2 separate regions of the Mus musculus genome follow, and region 1 is linked to region 2. The links are chromatin contacts, called in public HiCAR-type maps. All regions are on one chromosome and are shown on one strand. Each heading gives the region's core, a stretch centred on a gene start, on an enhancer-like site or on the middle of the called end of the contact. The rest is flanking DNA. Distances are from core to core; before and after follow the strand shown. Region 1 has its middle 92 kb from the start of Gm9946. Region 2 has its middle 160 kb from the start of Gm36873.

Region 1 (6,040 bases), core at 3,248-5,747, 690 kb after region 2:
TTTTCTTTCAGCTATTTTATTCCTTGAGGTCTCAAATATGGATTTTAATCTATTTTGAGTTGCTTTGGATATACATCTTAATTTGTTTTCTCATCTTAAGAACCTCTTAAAGACCTTTTATAAAATCAGAATTCTCAATTCCTTCAGCAACCAATCAAACTGGCTAATGAAATTAACTGTGTTCCTTAAGGCTAGATTTTTCTTTTTAACAAAGGATTTGTGTTTTTTCATAAACATGGGTTGATGTGGTCTTGGGGTTTTTTTCTCTCCTGTTCACTTGATTTCAGATTTGTTGCTGTAAGGTTCTTCATCATGTTTATTGTCTTGGCCATCTTCTGAATCTCAGTTTAGTTTGTTACGGTCTCCTAGTTTCTCCTGGGTTATAGCTGTGCTGTTTAAAGCCCTTTCTGTCTTACTGCATGCTGAACCTAAGGAATGATTTGTGGTTTTCTTCCCTAAACTCAAAAGCAAGACCAAATCAGGAGGGATTTTTTTTGCAGAAGCCCAACAGTAAGCATGTTCTACTCTGTGGTCCCCAGGGCTTTCAAAATGTCAGCATAGGCTGTGACTGTACCAGGAAAGCTGGGAAACTGGGTGACCGTCTGGCCTTGTCTCATTGGCACCAATGCAAAGTTAAATTTAAGTTAACTGCTATTGCAAGCTTAGTTCCACTAGCCGCTGAGCACTTTGCAAGTGAGCAACACCCACAACAGCAAACACAGGACACTTCCATCCAAGGGTCAATTGAGGAATGCTGCTGTGGGCCTTGGGCATCTTCTAGGCTCTTTCTGAAGTTCCTCTTTCCAAATCCCAGCTTTATCTGGTGCTTTCTAACGAGACCCTAAGATCTTTCTACAGCCTACTGTGAAGTCCATAAAAATCCAAAGTGTAGGTCCTGCACTTGAGGAAGGATGCTGAGTGCCAGTCCTCACCTATTCCAGGTCAAGCAGTGGATACAGCCTGCTTGCTTCTCCTGATGTGACCAGACTCACGATGTATCCTCTGAGGACATGCTCTGCTTCCGTGTGTCACTGACAATACATTTAAAATATTCTTAATGTGTTTTATACAGAATTTTGCATTTATTCATTTTTGAGTAGGTTTTAAGACAGAATCTATGTAGCTGTGCAGAATTCACTATGTATACCTGGCCTTGAACTTGGGAGTCATCCTCCAAGTGCTGGGGTTATAATGTGCACCACGGTGCATGGAAGATTCCACATATTTAGGTATTGTATCTTGGTGTAATTTATTCAGATAGTTAGTCCACCCTACTGCCAAAGATGGAGATGCCATCATTGGAATTTCCCACAAACCACCACCATCTGTCTTCCTTCCCCTCCTCCTCCCTCCTGCTTCCTATTTCTTCCTCCTTCTCTCCTTTTCCTTTCCTTATTTTATTCCCTCCCTTTTGCTTAGAAGAATGAGGAAAAATCAGCCTCACATAATTAGCTGAAAGCTCTCATTCTTAGGAGAACACAAGAAAAAAATATGACCAGTGGGTCTGGTCTATCTGCAACAATCTGATGACACGTATGAAACAGGCCCTTGATTTGTACTTGAAATACTCTTTAATAACGAGAGAATCTACTTTTGATGTGCTGATCCTTACAGGAGTCCCCTGGTCTCTCCTAGGTAAGAACTGTTGGCTGGTGTCTAGCTGGGGACAACGTAAAAGCGTGTTTTATTGCTGATGATTATGTCCTGCAGAAGAAAACTAAGGAAAAACTAAAAGACCTTAATTTGGGGTTTAAAAAAGGTACAGCTTTTCTCAGTAGGACCAAGGTTGGGCTGTGGCTGAGCTCCCAGGTTCTGGTTAAAGACCAGAGCTGGAAAGGGATGGTCAGTAGTCAGACATCTAGCAGTTCAGAGGCCCCAGGCATCCAAGCTGGGGAAAGTCTTGGGAGCTCTAGGAGGGGCAGGGGTCTGCTCTCTGTCTCTTGCGCTCTCCCTCTTGCTCTTGCTCTTGCTCGAGCTCTCACTGACTTGGGAGCATTTATTATGTGAAGACATGTGGGAAAGTCGGGCTTTTACTAAAGTCCTTGGGTTTTATGGTTTATTGTGGTGTGTATTAGTCAGAACTCTTTCTAACTCCTTTCAAGTGAGGAATTACTCAAGCAGGCTTAGCCTGGGATGAGAGGTGAGCCAGATGAGTGAGTTCTCCTTTACAGCTGCTATCATTTACTGAGTATCCGCTCGCTCTATCAGCTTCTGAACTATGTATGCTGAGCCAGATGTACTGATTCTGGCTGTTTGTTGATTTTGTTGTTGTTTGGGGTTTTTCTTTAGGCAAACAAAGAAAAAAAGAAAGAAAGAAAAGGACAAAAGAAAACAAAAGACCAAGCATGGGTCATATTTATCTCATTTTATCAAATCAACATAATTCTCTTGTGGCAAGAATATTACTGGTGAGATTGTAAAGCTGTATTATTGTGAATTTTTAGATTATTCAATCTTACTATTTTGCAGGTGTAGTTTACAAGAAAACACACCCAACCACCTTAGAGAAAGGCTCATCTGTGGCCTGGGTCCACCTCCCCTATTCCCCCGTACCCCCATACTGTTCACAACAGTAAAACAGACACACAGAACCTAAAACCCTCAAGCCTCATGGTGAGGCCCCAGAGCCACCAGATTTTTATTGGAATTACAATGAACACATCAAAGCCAAAGAGGACCAAGGAGACACATTTGATGGTACCAAATCAGTCTCTTAATTACAAGGCCATGGTGACATAAATACACTTAACAATGGTGTCAGTGACCAGTGCACCTTCATGTAGCTCAGTATGGGATCAACCCTGGTCATACAGTGATAGAGCTGAGGGCGGGAAGTCTAGACTCCTGGGTTTGAGTCCCGACTCCCAACCATGTCACTCTGGACAAAATCTTACTCTGTACCTGATTGTTCATCCAAGAAGCACGGGTGGTAGGATGAGTCACCTGGCAGGACAGCAGTAAGTGACAGTAAGTGACATAAACCCTGGGGAAGGGTCCAGTACAAAATGCCAATCCCGTCCGATCCACTTGGGAAGGCAGCATGCTGGAGCTGCCCACCATGAGCTGTGAACATCTCTCACACATCTTTAACGGAAGGGTTAAAACAAACGTATGAATTTCTCAGCAGAGTGCATCTGTTCTTCCACTGGCTGGAGCCAGCCTTTCCCCTGGTTGAAGGGAACAACAACATGACAGGAGTCTCCATACCTCCTGTGTCTCAGCCCTAACTGCACTATGAAGCCAATGCCAGAGAGCCAAGGAGGACAAAGGAGCCAGAGGTTGAAATGATGTTTCTCCCTCCTTGGCTCTCAAACTGTCCTTGTTTTGATTTATCCACAGGAAAACTGGCTGTGCCTTTGTCTTCTTTCCTCCTTGCAAAGTCAGTGAGCTCCCTGAGCAACTACACACTGCCCACAGCTATTCAAGTGCAACTGGGGAATTCCTTCTACGTTATCTAGAACCTTCATCTGCAAATAGCACTGAAAAGAATCTGATGGGTAAAGGAAACACGGGAGTGGCAGGAGGTGGCGAGTGAGTACTCTTAAAAACACCACTGCTTGCTGGCTCCCATTAGGAAACCTCTGGGAAGGGAGAGCCCAGCCTCCTCTGGGCAGGCTGGAAAGGGCTCTCTGTGATTATAGCAAGCTCCACCTAAGGGGAAATAGAGAGGTCTTGAGAGTCATCCAAACCAGCATGTGGGAAAGACTGCTAAACACCAGCCCAGCCCTTCCTTCTACCTGTTCAGGAACAGCTCTGCTTCCTCCAGTGCAGGCTTAGCCCCCTAGCCTAGAGTTTCATTTTGTTCTGTTCATTTGGCGGGTGGAGGGAGTGAAACAGAGCTTTGTGTAGCCTAGCCTACCCTCCCCAATGCTAGAATTATAGGCCTGCAAGCTAAGAATTTCTCTCTCTTTCTTTAAGATTTATTTTATTTTTGATTCTCTCTCTCTCTCTCTCTCTCTCTCTGTGTGTGTGTGTGTGTGTCTGTGTGTCTGTGTGTGTGTGTCTGTGTGTGTGTGTGTGTGTGTCTGTGTGTGATGTATGTGTGTGTATGTACGTGTAAAAGCACATAGGCCAGAAGCGGGTTCAATCCCTGGAGCTGGAGTCACGCTGTGACCTGCTGAGAACTGAACCGAGGTCCTCAGTAAACGCAGTGTGCGCTCTTAAGCACTGGTCCATCTCCACAGCCCCGTAACACTGTTTAGAAGCTGGGATAAACCACTACGACTCTGGACCCGAAGGAGGCTCCTTTGGGTTGGGGAAATAGAGTAGAGCGGGGCTAAAAAGGGTTCAACACAGAGAACCAACCTCAGAGCAGTCAAGGACAAAGAGGGACATTAAAGGACAGTTTCCACTTTCTGTTTGAAATAACTGTTAGTAGCTGACTGTGTTCGTTTGACCGCAGCTCACTCAGGGCTTGAACCACATGGGGCTTGGCCCTCGGAGTTATGAAATCACAGTGGGCCATGAGGTCCATTTCCAAACAAACTTCTTCCCATAAGCCTCCTGGATCCCGTCCCAGGCGAAGTCCAGGACACTGCTTTCGCTCTCCCCAGGCACTGCCTTGTCCTAACTTGGCAGGATGGAATAGAGTTGCCCAATAATTGAAGTCGGCATTTGGGGGCAGGAAAAGCAGCCACAGAACAATGTTCTACGGGATTGTTTTTGATAAGGGGCGAGCCAGCTGTGACAAACCCAAGCAAATTAAAATGTCTTTTTCAAAAAGGAACACAAGCAACTTCAACCTTCACAACTTGCAGTTGAGCAATACTGACCAAGTGGTGGGGTGCACCTAGCGTGCTAGAGATGCTGGGTCCCAGTACCTCAATAAATACGTGAGAAAATTAACGAAGGAACAAATAAATAAAAAGTATATAAAATTACTTCCCTGTGGGTCTCTAGATCCACAAGGGAATGTTGACTCTATTCTAAGCATGACTAAGGCAATTCAATCCAATCCTAAAAGTACGCATTTGCATTCCAAAGACCAACTACCTTGATATTTAGAAATATTTGTGTGTGTGTGTGTGTGTGTGTGTGTGTGTGTGTGTGTGTGTGATTCATTTGACTTCATTTTCATTGAAAGCAAGTGAGTACAGTCAACTTTTTTTGAATGAAGTGAATTTTCAATCCCCCATGTTAACCTTAATTCTTCCACAGTCTGAGAAAACCATATTTAGAGCATAATGCTACACCCAACCTTTTAAATAAACCACAAAAACAACAATCTGTGCTGCAGCAGACCTACTTGAAGGCTTTACCAGATACGCCTTCCTAATCTCCTAAATTCTTTCCAATCTTTGCTAAAACATTTTATAATGAAAGACAGGTAGCAAATAAAATTACAGAAAGAAAATACACAGGGTCATGTGGTATGTAATATTATCCAGGGCCTGACTTTCCCCTGTCACTCCCTCAGAAAATGCCACAGCTCGTACGTATGGCGACGGCACGCCAGGAACAGCTTCGCATGCGCACTGGTGACGCTGTTAGAATAGTCTGCGACTGTGTGTTCAGTGTCCCGCTTTAGGACCCTTAATTTCCCCAAATAGCGTTGTGAAGTCATATTAGGGTAGTCAGAAGGAAACAAAGCTATTAAAAATATCCTCCAGAAGAGTGAAAAGATGCCAAAAATCACACGCGGACTTAATAACCCCAGTCTTTACAATGGAAAGTCACACTTCTGCCAGAAGTTCTCCTCATTCTGCTAGCCTGGCATGTCGCGTTTAACTTTATGTGCAAGCTTTTGCCTATGTTTATGACTCAGTTGCTTTTTTTTACAACCTCCTCTAAGCTTTGTTATCTTGCTTTTAGCAAACTCTGAACCATTTAAATTTGACAGCAAAAAAAAGTAAAAGCTAACAGGAATACAATGGTCTTTAGACCCACTTAGGATCATTGAAACAACTAGGAAATAAATACCAGTAAGTCATTCCTCTGCAGGAGAGCGCTGAAGCACAGAGAGGTTGAGTAACCAGCCCGGCTCACACACTGCTAAGAAGTGAAGCAGTAGTTTGAACATGAGCAGGCTGGCTCCAGACCT
Region 2 (6,176 bases), core at 2,627-5,126:
CAAAAGAAAGAAATCGGAAGATGGCAGTAAGTAACAACAAAAAATATTCAGTTATACTGTCTATCAGCCATGCTTGGATTCAGTCACATAAACAAACAGGAAGTTAAAAGACAGAGTATATGACATGCAACCACCAAACTGGCTATCATCAGAGAAGATGCGCTTGAGAGTAAATCTAAACACTGGAGATAAAGATCATAGTTACAAAAGGTCTTATCTTTTGAGAAAATATAACAAATACAAACATAGACACACTAAACAAGAGAGCCAAAAAAACAAATGAAGTAAAACTTGAGCAAATATAAGAAGAAATGGGCAATTTACACACAGGATGGGAGACTTCAGTTGCCTACTTTGAGTAATAAACAGAGTCATGGGTCAAATAATAAACAAGAATACAGAAGATGAAGACAACCACTAAATCACTAGATTCTGCAGACAACTATAAAAACTGTGTCCAAAGAGTGCTGACTGCGCATTCTTCTGAGGTTCACATGCAATAGCCTACTCACGTGGGGCCCTAAAATCAAACTCAATATATATTTTTTAAAAATTGAAGTCATACGAAGTATTTACTCAAACCACAGTGGAACAGAATTAGAAATCAACAAAAGAGAGAGAGAAACTTGGGAGAGTTTCAAATATGTGAAATTAACACACCCCTAAATAACCAATGAGTCAAAGACTATGCTATAAAAGAAGTTAGGAAAGTCCTTAGATAGCAAGTCCTTGTCCAACAGGATGATTCTGTTAAGGTCTTATTGAGGACACAAGTCCCATTCCAGGGAGAAAACGCATCCACGGGACACAAAGAAGCATCCCCAGAGTTTTACTGCTCCTGATTGGTGTAACAAAAGGCAGCTCAGCCAGCTCTGTGCCTGTGGAAGACAGGAGTTCTCCTCCTCTGCCTGTCTTCTCTCCTGCCTCTTCCCATTGGCTTGCCTCTACAGTGTACCCTGTGTTTTCTAGGCCACCAACATGGGCTCATATGTCATTCTCCCTACCATTCATTCAGTGAAGATGGATCTCTTGAGGCTTTTCTCAAGGCAAGCTACATCTTTGGTAATCAGTAGAAAACAAGGCATCTTTATTTGGTGAATGGCTAAGCCTAGACAGGTATGGAACACACAGTAGGTATCCTTAGGTGCTGGGCACAGTTACGGTAGCCCAACTATGCAGATATCCCTTCCCCTTTGCACACTATCACCCCACTGTTTTTCTCAGCACCCCTAAGCTGTTAGGCAGCAGAGATGGATAAGGAGCTCATTTGGTAGGGAAGAGGCACAGAGCCCAGGCGGTCTCTAAATCATGCAACTAGTTAATGCTAAAACCAACATAAAACTCTACTCTACTCCCTTGGCTCCAGAGAGTGTGCTCTTTCCTGCATACCTAAATGTTAAAAGATGGAGGAAGCTTTCATCTTCAAAAGGCTGAGGCTGGACTCAGGGAGTGATATTGGATGTTACATCAGTTGTTCTGCACAAGTTGTTCATTTGGACCACCAAGGCAGCTAAAAGATTAAAAGTAAAAATAAAGGCCTAAATAGAAATTTCTCAAAGGAATATGCTCAAAATGGTCAGCAGACACAGGAAGAATACTCAGCATCAGAAATTGTCAGCACAATGCTGGTCAAAACCATAAAGAGAAACCACCCAGCCCTAGTAAGAATGGTTGGTTTTTAAAAAGACAAAAGATAGCAAGTCCTGGTAAGGATGTGGGGTGAAAGGAACTCTTACACAGATTGCAGGGACATAAATTGGTACAGAAGTTACAGGAGCAAGAATCAAATATTGGGTGATCTAGAAACTCTTCAATGTGGTGTGATGGTGGTGTCTATATGTGTGTATTTGTGTGTGTATGTGTTTTACGTGTGTGTGTGTGTGTGTGTGTGTGTGTGTGTGTGTGTGTGTGTGTGTGTGCGTGTGTGCGCGCGCGCGTGCGCTCAGAGAAAATGAACATTAGATAACAGACAGACATCTACACTCCCATTTTCATTGAGGATCCATTTACAAAGGCTAAGAAAAAAGAAGTAGCCTGCATGTCTATCAACAGATGACTAGAAAACAAGGTGGTACCTGTGCATCATAAATATTATTCAGCCATAGGGACGAATGAAGCCCTGGATTTATAAAACCACAGATGAAGTGGACACCATTATGTTAAGGGAACCAAGACAAGTGAATCGTGACATGTCACTGGTCTCATTTCTATGAAGCACTTACAAGCGTGGTTCTCAGAGCCTGAGAGGATGCTGTTGTTTACTAGAGACCAGGGGAAGGAGGGGAAGAGAAAGGATACAGGAAAGTTGACTACTGCTTTCTCAGGGAGTTCCTCTTGGTTTCTACTCTGTATCTCCCAGCTCATGCACTCCATTTGGGTCATATGAACATTTAAATTAGTGGTTCTTATCCGGAAGAATGTATGTGAATGGCTTGATCTTAGAAAGGCAGCAATTAAAAGCTTTTGCATTATAATGCCGCATGGCAAGCTCTGGGAGAGAGTCGGATCGCAAAGGATGAAGAACAGAGGAACTCTGGGTGCAAAAGAGCAAGGCTTAGAGCTTAGATAAGTTCATGTTGAGTCCTACGGCTTTGAGGGTTTGGTGAAGGGGAATGTGGCTGAGCTTGCTGTCATCGGTAAACCCCAACGAAGATGCACCTGGAAAAGCCCATCACAGGGCATCTCCAAGGCAGGGGAACGAATGGACAGTGGGCCCATAATCACCCAGTGCCAAGGAAGGAAGGAGAACTGAGCAGGGGTCTCCTGGACTTATTTGTACACCGAATATTATACACAGTGTTTCTCATGTCTCATTATGAGGTTATAAGCTCTGGTGAAAGCCAACCCTCTCTTTGCATCAAGGCATCCTTACTTTAAACACAGCTGTGTACTTTGTAATCAGAGACGGAATTAGTCTCTGAAAACCTAATAGATACAGAATTAGACTCTGAAAACAATCCTGTGTATTTGTAGAATCTTCATAGTTATTCTTCCTTTACACCTGTGACACGTAGGCAGAATGACTTCACGATCAAACACCATGTAAAAACTGAGGTTTGACTCAAATTCAGTTCCCTCACTCAGCCTCCATAAGGAACATAGAAAACACATTCTTCCTATGGACTAGTGTTCAACATTCAGTGTGAGCCTGTGGGCTTGGGTCCCAGCAAGTCCTGATCTCTAAGGTTGGGTCCACCATGTGTTTCTAGCCAACAAGAAGGCACATGATGATCACTTACTCAAAGTGCTCGGGACAGGACCACAGAGGGCTGGCAGCTCTAGTCTTTGCTCTGATTTGGGCCAAGTTTTCAATTTTGTGGAGCTCCCGTTCCCTCCACTGTCACATGAGCTTCCATAATGCCAGTCTGAAGTCCTATGTCTGTTGTGAAGATGGTGAACAGTGAGTGATTCACACAGTGGGGACACAGTAGACACTCACTAATGGCAGTACAGAGGGTTCTTCTGTAACCTGAGGTGAGAGCAAGGGGAATTTTGTCATTTTTTTGTTGGGAAGAAAACAGCTGTACGTTTACAATCGGGCATCTGCAGAGCGTAGCCACTGCGTGCTTTAGTCAAAGAAGCCATTCCTGGGGCTGCGTCTCTGGCCCTGTGCCCCTACCAGGCTACAGAGGGTCATTCGAAGTGAACCCAGGACTGTGAACATGGACACATGCTGGGAGATGTCCTCTGTGGTGAACAAGCCCGTTAGAACGATGAAGCCCATAAGCCCCATTCCACCCACAGCGGTTCATTAGGAACAAAACATGACGAGTTCATTTGAATGGCGGCTAATGGCAAACAGATGTGCTGGCAAAGCAAGGCCAACAAAACGCTGTCTCCAAAAGCGTAGCTATGTCCTGGAAAGCCAGGGTCCTGTTTTCACTTTATGTTTCAGTCCTCCAAGTGCGAGTGAGACAGAGGATGGCTAACAGGAAACAGGGTACGACTTTATGCTTCTGCATACTAACAGGCTCCCAGCAGGATGAAAGTGAGGCCGGTGGAAAGAGAAAAGGGTTAGATAGGACTCAGGAAGCTCATCTAACCTGTGCCTACCCGTGGGATGCTTGGAATAGGTTCTTCCAGAAGGTTTCGCTGTAACACAAGGAGAAGAACGTGAACATTATTTACTGAGCTGGTGTCTAGATGCTGTCAGAAGTTGTATGAACACACATGTGCTTGCATACGCACATGCATAACCAGGCACGCACGTGTGCACCCACAAGCACACAAACAGACACGCACATTTCATAATGTCAGTCACATCTAACAGAGCAGTAGAGTGTTAGCTTTTTGTTTTTATTTCTGACTTTACACTTTTGACAGTGTCCAAAGTCATGTTGAGTGACTGGTGTGAGCGTGAGCGCCACTGGCCTGAGCTGAAGTGGGTATAGATGTTAGTGACACAATAGACACAGATAGAAGATGGTGTGCTCTAAATGCCTCTGGAATCTTCAAAACTTCTGTCTGATTTAATCGGGTGGACTGACATGGGGTGAGACAGAGGCAGCAAGATAGAAACTGCAAGCAAGGGAATAGCAAGTGCTTAAAGTCAGGCACTTCCAAAAAACCAGGAAAGGGTTTGTCAAGCACATACTGTGGATTTGGGGTTTAGCTTAAATAAAACTAAGCTGACTTTGGTACCCATAATCTACCTCATCAAGACTGACGAACATTCTAGGGTTAGAGCCCTTGGTTGGGGGTCACTGGGGCAATCAAAGGAGGAAAAGAAAACACTGACTCTTGGGGAATCCCCATCCCTAGCTATTTTTAACTACGAGGTATATGACTGACCTGGGCCACAAAACTGCCTGTCCTCGTGGCCCAGGGGCCTTGTCAAGAGCTTTTTCCCACATCATAAAGTACATGAATTCTCATTTAGTCTGTATCACATCCCCTTTTTAACATATTAAAAATTGTGGTTATCTCAAAATAGTGTCCTTCTGATTTGGATTAGAAATGTATGTAATCTTTACATAAGGAAAAAGAAAAAAACAGAACCTATAGTAGGGTGTACAAAATATTCAATTCCAAGTGAATTAAAAGCTAAATAAGCAAATTTAAGAGAAAATATTTGGAGCTAAGAAAGGGAGGGAAAATATTTTTTAATTAAGATAATATTTAATTTTGTTTGTATGTATGTGTATTTATATGCATTGCATTCATGCATACATGCGTGTGTGTATTTGTATGTATGTGTGCATGTGTATCTGTGTCAGTACTCATGTGTGTGTGTTCGTGTTCAGAATCCAGAACATGGCATTGGATCCCCTGGAACAGGAGTTACAAGCATATATTAGCCATTAGTGGGTGCTGGGATCTGAACTCGGATCCTCTGGGAAACTAGAAAGCTCTCTTTCCAGCCCAGAAAAGGTTATTTTTTTTTTTTTATTTTTGTAGAAAACTGCAACATTAAAAAGAATATAAAAGAAAATATATTAATTTACCTGTACCTTAGTTAAAAGCAGGTTGCATTTCTGGCTAGGGTCAAGAGAATGATAGCAAAAACAAGCAAAAAACAACAATAGTTATACCTTAAACAGACAGGTCTAAAATTAAACAAAATTATCAACAATGAGCATTTTAGTCTCTGGAGAGTGACTGATGCCAGGCCGTGTTGGCACATGCCTTCAGTCCCAGTAGGGGCAAACAGATCTCTGTGAGTTCAGGACAGCAAAACCCTGTCTCAGGGAGAGGGGGTGGGGGAAGAGGGAGAGAGAAAGGGAGCAGGAGCAGGGAGAGGAGGGGAGGAGGAGAGAGACTTAAAGCAAATCAGCATGAAGTTCCACTGGAAACCTGAGCACAAACAGGGGCTCCTGCAGCTGGAAGTTGCTAGGGCTGCTCAGTGTGTGGACTTACCAGGGCAGTGCTGGCCATGAACACCAGAAGATTTGCTGCTGTAGGGGCTAGGGACTTTAATTAGATTTGGGGGTGAAAATGAATGGCCAATGGTGTTTTTAACAAAATAAAGATCGAAACAGGAAAGGAGTGGCCCAGAAGAGTGTTAGCCTGGCACTATTGGTCCAGGTAGCAATTCCTGGCAGAACAGCCTGGAATTTCAGGGAGATATTTTGGCAATTAGAAAGCCATAGAAGACTTTCAAAGGCTCAGTACACTCTCATGTAAAACTGGAAATGCTATGTGCAGACAGAAGACACTAGAAAGCCCAGGAGAAATAC

The links. HiCAR-type assays count read pairs that join an accessible place to other places.
Region 1: a contact with region 2 is called in a HiCAR-type map of fibro-adipogenic progenitors, with 9 times the contacts expected there. The contact joins two enhancer-like sites. A contact is called at or near these places in 2 of 484 Hi-C or Micro-C datasets (nephron progenitors and palatal mesenchyme) and 1 of 115 datasets of contacts at active chromatin or transcription factors (fibro-adipogenic progenitors).

Annotation. Positions count from the first base shown.
Region 1 is chr6:117,648,619-117,654,658 of GRCm38.p6, forward strand. No RefSeq gene overlaps it. Among named protein-coding and RNA genes, the nearest start is that of Gm9946, 92 kb to the left of the region's middle. Within about 2 kb of position 4,498, at least 56 of the 459 cell types and tissues checked have an H3K27ac peak or open chromatin away from gene starts, as enhancers often do. A contact at or near this core is called in fibro-adipogenic progenitors, where this site is marked.
Region 2 is chr6:116,956,060-116,962,235 of GRCm38.p6, forward strand. No RefSeq gene overlaps it. Among named protein-coding and RNA genes, the nearest start is that of Gm36873, 160 kb to the left of the region's middle. Within about 2 kb of position 3,877, at least 26 of the 459 cell types and tissues checked have an H3K27ac peak or open chromatin away from gene starts, as enhancers often do. A contact at or near this core is called in fibro-adipogenic progenitors, where this site is marked.